2 separate regions of the Mus musculus genome follow, and region 2 is linked to region 1. The links are chromatin contacts, called in public HiChIP or PLAC-seq maps. All regions are on one chromosome and are shown on one strand. The core of a region is the stretch at or near the end of the contact, and the rest is flanking DNA. Distances in the headings are between cores, read along the strand shown. Region 1 overlaps Plcl1 (phospholipase C-like 1). Region 2 has its middle 52 kb from the start of Gm32949.

Region 1 (3,070 bases), core at 158-2,657:
ATGTATTGGAAACATACAGCAAATTGTAAATATAAGTATAAAAGGATCTTGACAAATACACACCCAAACATGAACATGGGGACTTCAGATCAGTAAGATTATGAATAGCATTTATTCTCTTCTGTATATTTATAAGCTGGCTCTTTCAGAACAAGTGTCTCTAACGTTTGTACATTTTAAACTTTTCCACATTAAATGTTTATAGAAGCAACATTTCATTGTACATGACAACTTTCATTTACTGTAGGTTGGGAAGGCTGAATATGTTGCTAAGAGGCAGAAGGAGAAAGTAGGAAATGGAGTAGTCTTAGCAACCAACTCTGTTCCTTCAACTGTCTGGGATTCTGAAAAGTAATTAACCATTCTTTGATATCTTATGACACTTTTCTAATAAAATCTGTGGCTCTCAGTAGAAACAGCACAGGACAAATGACAAGAAGCTACCTGCAGCCCATGTTTTCAGTTGTCAAGTTCAGCCTCCAACCTATGTCACTTCTCCCCGAATGTCACTTTCCATAACATCCACTGGCCAAGATTAATCTGTTAAATACTGTGCTTTACTCTATTCCACATGACTGAAAAATTGGATGTGTGAGGTGATGTCAGTGACTCCCAGTTACTCTCACCAAAGTAGAGCGTCTTTATTGCTATGAGGGCTCGGGGTGGTGGAGGCTTCTCACCCAATTTTCTTCTAGGACAAGGAAAACTTACAACACATTTTGTTTTAATTAACATTTTACATAAACCATTCTAAAGAAAGATAAATAAATTAACATTTAATTCATGCCTCGACAATAGGAAGGAAATGTCAATTAATCTGACATTTGATTGATGTTGACATTCAACTAAAAATTAAGATTTGTAAAGGAAAAGTAGAAACAGTTTTAAGGCTCTACTAAAATTTTATGATAGTTTGGCTCTAGTTTTAATGTTTTAGTATATCCTATGCTTGGATAATACCAACAGGAAAAATATGTTTTGTCACAGCTTAATAACTTTAACATATTTTCAATGTGGGTTCTCAAATTCTAATCTACAGGAAAACGAAGTAAATATGGGATGGGAGACTTAAAAGACATTGTAGAATATTAACACAGTGTAAACTAAAGCTTAAGAGTTCTTAAAGCACAGGGTCTGCTGTGTGTGTGTGTGTGTGTGTGTGTGTGTGTGTGTGTGTGTGTGTGTTTTCCTTTAGTCTAACTCACAGTCATCTCTCTAAGGTAACAAAATGCACATGCGCCTTCTTGAGCCCTAGGCTTAAGAATGTGGAGCTCATTTGGCACGGTTATTTGGAGTATTGTTCATGTCATAAGACCTACACACAGAAATGGAGTCTACATGCCCACCCTAGAAGGGGAAGGGCCATTCTTGCCTTTTGTCTTGCTGTAGCTACATGACCCGAATGACTCACCGAGCTTCTGAGAGCTCCCTACTTCCTCATCTACGAAACAGACACAGATCTAGAGGGTGTCTAGGTTCTTCCCAGAACAAAACTTCTTAAAGCTCCAGTCTTTACGTTCATTCCCCATACACACAACTACAAATCTGGAAAGATCATATTTTTGTAATCCAATGAAAATGCAAATTTTTTTAAAACTGCATTTTAACAAAATTTTCTCTGAAATTTTGAACAAGGGAAGAAGATATTAAGGTCATTTTCACGTGAAATTTTACTTTCAGCATCAGGACTGTCCCTTCTTGCTCATCAACATTACAAAGCCACCTCCTTTCACTGTCTCATGAATCTCCCCAGATACTTGGCTGTCCTAAGTACAAAACTGGTAAGAATAATGAAATATGCTAAAGGCAGAAAACATCTAGTAGATAATGATAATTAACTTTGTCTTCCAAAAATATAATTGAAAGTAGACATTCCAATTTCTTAAAATACTATATACCAGTGTGCCAGCTGGCTATTACCAAATCAGAAATAAAAACTAACATTCCATTTAGTATCGGGTGTGGTAGTATATTCATGATGTCACTAATTTCTCACAACTCTATGAGGAAGTATTATAATTATTCCCACTCGACAGCTGAGGAAGCTAAAATTCCCTCAGTTTCAAATGGGAAGCTAGAAATCACCAGACCCACAACTGACCTCCTGCTCTCGTCCTCTGAACCCTTTGCTCTCCCCATGACAATCCAAGCTTACAAACACTTAACATTTACACCAAACACAAGTTTACCTCATTCAATGACAATGGCTGATCACAGATATGCTAAACTACTTCTGTGGTTGTTGAACACATATGACAGAAAAAGTCTACCTTCCAATACTTCAAAATTAAAAAGGGAAAAGAACCACACAATTGAAAAGAAAAAAACTAACCTCAGTTTCCCAACAATAAACAAAATAGTCTGGCAGCACTCAATCTCTGTTAATATAAACACTGACAGTAAGAATAGCTGTTTCTCCCTCACTATTTGACTACCACGATGTAGGGATGTAGGAAATTGTTTGTAAATACTAGCAAGAATATGGGCAACGGGGAGATTTCATTCACTGCTGGTGGGATGCTAAATTGGCTAGTGAGACTCAGTGTGGAATCAATATGGTTGCTTCTCAAAAACCTAAAAATAGAACTGCCATAGGAACCAACCGTCCCATTCCTGGGCACTCAACCAAAAGACTGTGCATCGTACTACACAGACAAAAGTCCACATCCAAAGTCCACACTCATTGTGACACTAGTCACAATAACCACAGAAAGAAACCAGCCTAGATGTCTATCACCCTATGGATGGGTAATGAAAATGTGGTATGTATACACAATGGAATTTTATTCAACTATAAATAAAAGTGAAGTAAATTGTAAAATCTTAAGACAGGACAGAACTAGAAAAATGTTATACTAAGTAAGGTAGCCCAGGCACAGAATGAAAACTGCTGTATCTTCTCTCTCATGTGTAGATCCTAGAGTCGTGTGTTCAAGTTGGAGTGCTCCTAGAGACCAGAAAGGTAGGAAAGGGACTGTGGGGTAGGGGTGGTTGAAAAGCCATTGAGGGAGGGAGAATAACAGAATGTGGATGACATGACAGTGGGAAAAGAATAATGGGGCAGGGAACG
Region 2 (2,812 bases), core at 169-2,668, 330 kb before region 1:
GCAGGCATTCTCGCACTGCCTCGTGAGACTCCTGTCAGCTGCATTGTGATTTTCCCCACAGTAGAGAAATGCTTTCCTAAACCCAAATCTCTGCTAACAATAGATAGCAGGAAGTACTAGTAGCTCAGGGCAGAAAAAAATAGAAAGGTCTGGGTTACTCCTTAACACTGGTTTGATCCCAGAAGACCAAAGTTCACAAACCTCAGAGTGTTCAGTATCCTTGCTCCCGTTGTTGGGCAGAGAGGAAGAGTAGGGGAAGGACATGAAGCACACATCTCTGAGGTCGATGAAGTCAATAACTTGAGACTACAGTGTACCCATGGATTCTGTTGATCTCTTCAGATGACATTTAAGTCATCTTAGTCAATGAAGTCAGGCACCAAATTATGCTGTCATGATCAAGGGAGCATCTCCTTTGAAAATACTGTCCAAATTACTATTATTAATATGTAACTGTTTCAAATCGTCTCATTCTTGAGCTTTATTCTATGGGCTTTATCAAATAGCTAATGCGTCTTAGCATTCATATTTCTCATAGTTTATTACGATAACTGAATATTACCACGTCAAAATCATCAAGAGTTTGGCAGGATTGTTTTAAGAATAGACTTTTAGAACAAGCACCAGGAAAGAACATTATATAAAACCCAATTCAGATGTATTCCTTATCCATTCCTATGGAGTAGTAGCTGAACAAGAGGTGGCAGGAAACACAGACTTGTGCTTTACTGAATGGCTCACAGTCTAGGAGCAAAGCAGGAAATGAAACCCTAAACACCCCTTTCCCAGAAAAAAATACATTTTCAGTGGTGTCATAATAAACTCTAAGACAGTGTTTCTCAACCTGTGGGTTATGACCCCTTTAGGGCCTGAATGTCTCTTTTACTGGGGTCACCTAACATCATCAGAAAGCACATATATCTATAATATGGTTCCTAACAGTAGCAAAATTACAGTTAAGAAGTTACAATGAAAATAATTTTATGGTTGAGTGTTGAATACAGCTTTTGCTACCCCACCTAAGCTCCGGGAACAGGCCACACTACCAGCCCCCACCCAACTTCCCATGAATCCATGGATAAAAGGCACAGACACACAGTTGTTCCATTGCAATTTTCCCTTTTGGCACAGTTGTTGGGCACTACTTATCTCCTGCCCGAAAAACCGTGTCCATATCAACACTCTTAGCTCTGTACCTCTCTGCCTGCCCTCAACTTTAGTTGCTCAGCTACATCTAGTCTCAGCTAAATATCCTCAAGTGCCTGTCTGCAGGAGTGGCCACAGGCCACAGTTCCACCCGAAATCTCACAGGGCTGCTTGGTTTTTCTCTCTCCTCTCCTTCCTTGTGTCTCTCTGCTTGCCTCCAGGGACCTGGAAGTCCTGCCTATCTGCCTTTCCCTTCTGCCCAGCAATTGGCCCATGGCTTCTTTACTGACACATCAAGAACCAATTAAGGAACAGCAACTTAGCATTAGACCCACCCTTACAGTTAGGGGTCACCACAACATGAGGAACTGTGTTAAAGGGTTTCAAAAGGTTGAAAACCTCTGTCCTAAGACAACTAACATAGAACAAAGTTCCGTGCTAACTGAGGCCTCTACAGACAGGTTGAGTTGGGCTTTCTAAGTATCTGCACTTTCTTTACCTTTTAACCACCCAGGTCATGGCAACACTGAACCAGTTTCTAAGGATATCTCTATCAAAATTTAATGTTTCTGTGCCAGTCAAATACAAACATGGTTTTATTGATATTTTACAAACATGGTTTTATTGATATTTTCTCTTTCACTGAAAAGAAAAACAGAGAAGAATTGTATTGGAAGGGAATGAAAGGCTCTAAGAATCACATAAAGGTTCAAACAACATGGAGTCAGCCAAATATGGCTCTCAAGGATTCCTGGGGAACCATGAGTTAGAAAATATGCCTATGATATAATCCATTGTATAACGATTTTTGGCAAATTGCCACTTTCGTGTAATTTCATATAAATATGTTCTTGAGACCAAGCAGGTGCTTATCCTCGTGCACATTTGCCTGTGGTCCTTTCCTTTCCTTTATCTCCCTCCATTCTCTCTGGCTTCCAGGCTTGGGTCTTATAGTAGGATGATGTAAGAGATTTTTCCAAGCAGAAGATAGCTCTCTGGTGATGCAGAGAAATAATTGCTAAATGTGCTTGGAGCTAGACTGCCTAGCTTGACTCCATCTCTATCACTATTTATGAAACACTGGGGAAGTTATTCTTTTTATACTCCCACTTTTCTATGTAACATGGAGCAGATGTCTCTAGCCCACAACACCATGAATATCCAACAGGCTACCCATGTTGAAACAACAGCTGACACATAAAACATAGTCGGCACTTATTACATATGACTTCTAGATGATGTCATTTTGCTAGCTGTCTGATATTACCAAGTTCAATTACAGGTGTTCAGACTTGTTATTTTTAAGACTTTGATGATCATATTCCCCAAGTTAGTTGACTTGTTCTGCTGACCTGAGACTTTATCGATCAGTTTATAACCTGGATTTCCTATGCTATTTAGCTGTACTGTTTTATAAAGCTTTTTCTAAGAATGTCTGAATTTTACAGTTACACATATACAATCAATCACTTCAGTTAAATTATTTCATAATAGTGAATATGACACATGGCCCATGGCACAATTTGGTGGCTGTGGACACATTCCTCTTTTTTATTATAGCAAAATTCCTCTTCACACAAGAGACGTATATGGTGCTTTAGGCCTAGGGATTTCCTCACACAAAAAGGATGTGTGTCAAGACAAAAAAAAAAAAAAAAAAGAAAAA

The links. HiChIP or PLAC-seq counts read pairs in DNA pulled down with a chosen protein or histone mark.
Region 2: a contact with region 1 is called in an H3K27ac HiChIP or PLAC-seq map of microglia, with 4 times the contacts expected there. The contact joins two enhancer-like sites. A contact is called at or near these places in 2 of 484 Hi-C or Micro-C datasets (cerebral cortex and macrophages) and 2 of 115 datasets of contacts at active chromatin or transcription factors (acute myeloid leukemia and microglia).

The regions. Positions count from the first base shown.
Region 1 is chr1:55,505,573-55,508,642 of GRCm38.p6, reverse strand. All of the region lies in intron 1 of Plcl1 (phospholipase C-like 1), which reads right to left. It overlaps Gm39642 (a long non-coding RNA gene), which reads left to right. Exons shown (of 4, transcript XR_003947824.1): 1 at 1-2,762; 2 at 2,915-2,962. Among named protein-coding and RNA genes, the nearest start is that of Gm39642, 5.7 kb to the left of the region's middle. Within about 2 kb of position 1,407, at least 22 of the 459 cell types and tissues checked have an H3K27ac peak or open chromatin away from gene starts, as enhancers often do. A contact at or near this core is called in microglia, where this site is marked.
Region 2 is chr1:55,835,562-55,838,373 of GRCm38.p6, reverse strand. No RefSeq gene overlaps it. Among named protein-coding and RNA genes, the nearest start is that of Gm32949, 52 kb to the left of the region's middle. Within about 2 kb of position 1,418, at least 16 of the 459 cell types and tissues checked have an H3K27ac peak or open chromatin away from gene starts, as enhancers often do. A contact at or near this core is called in microglia, where this site is marked.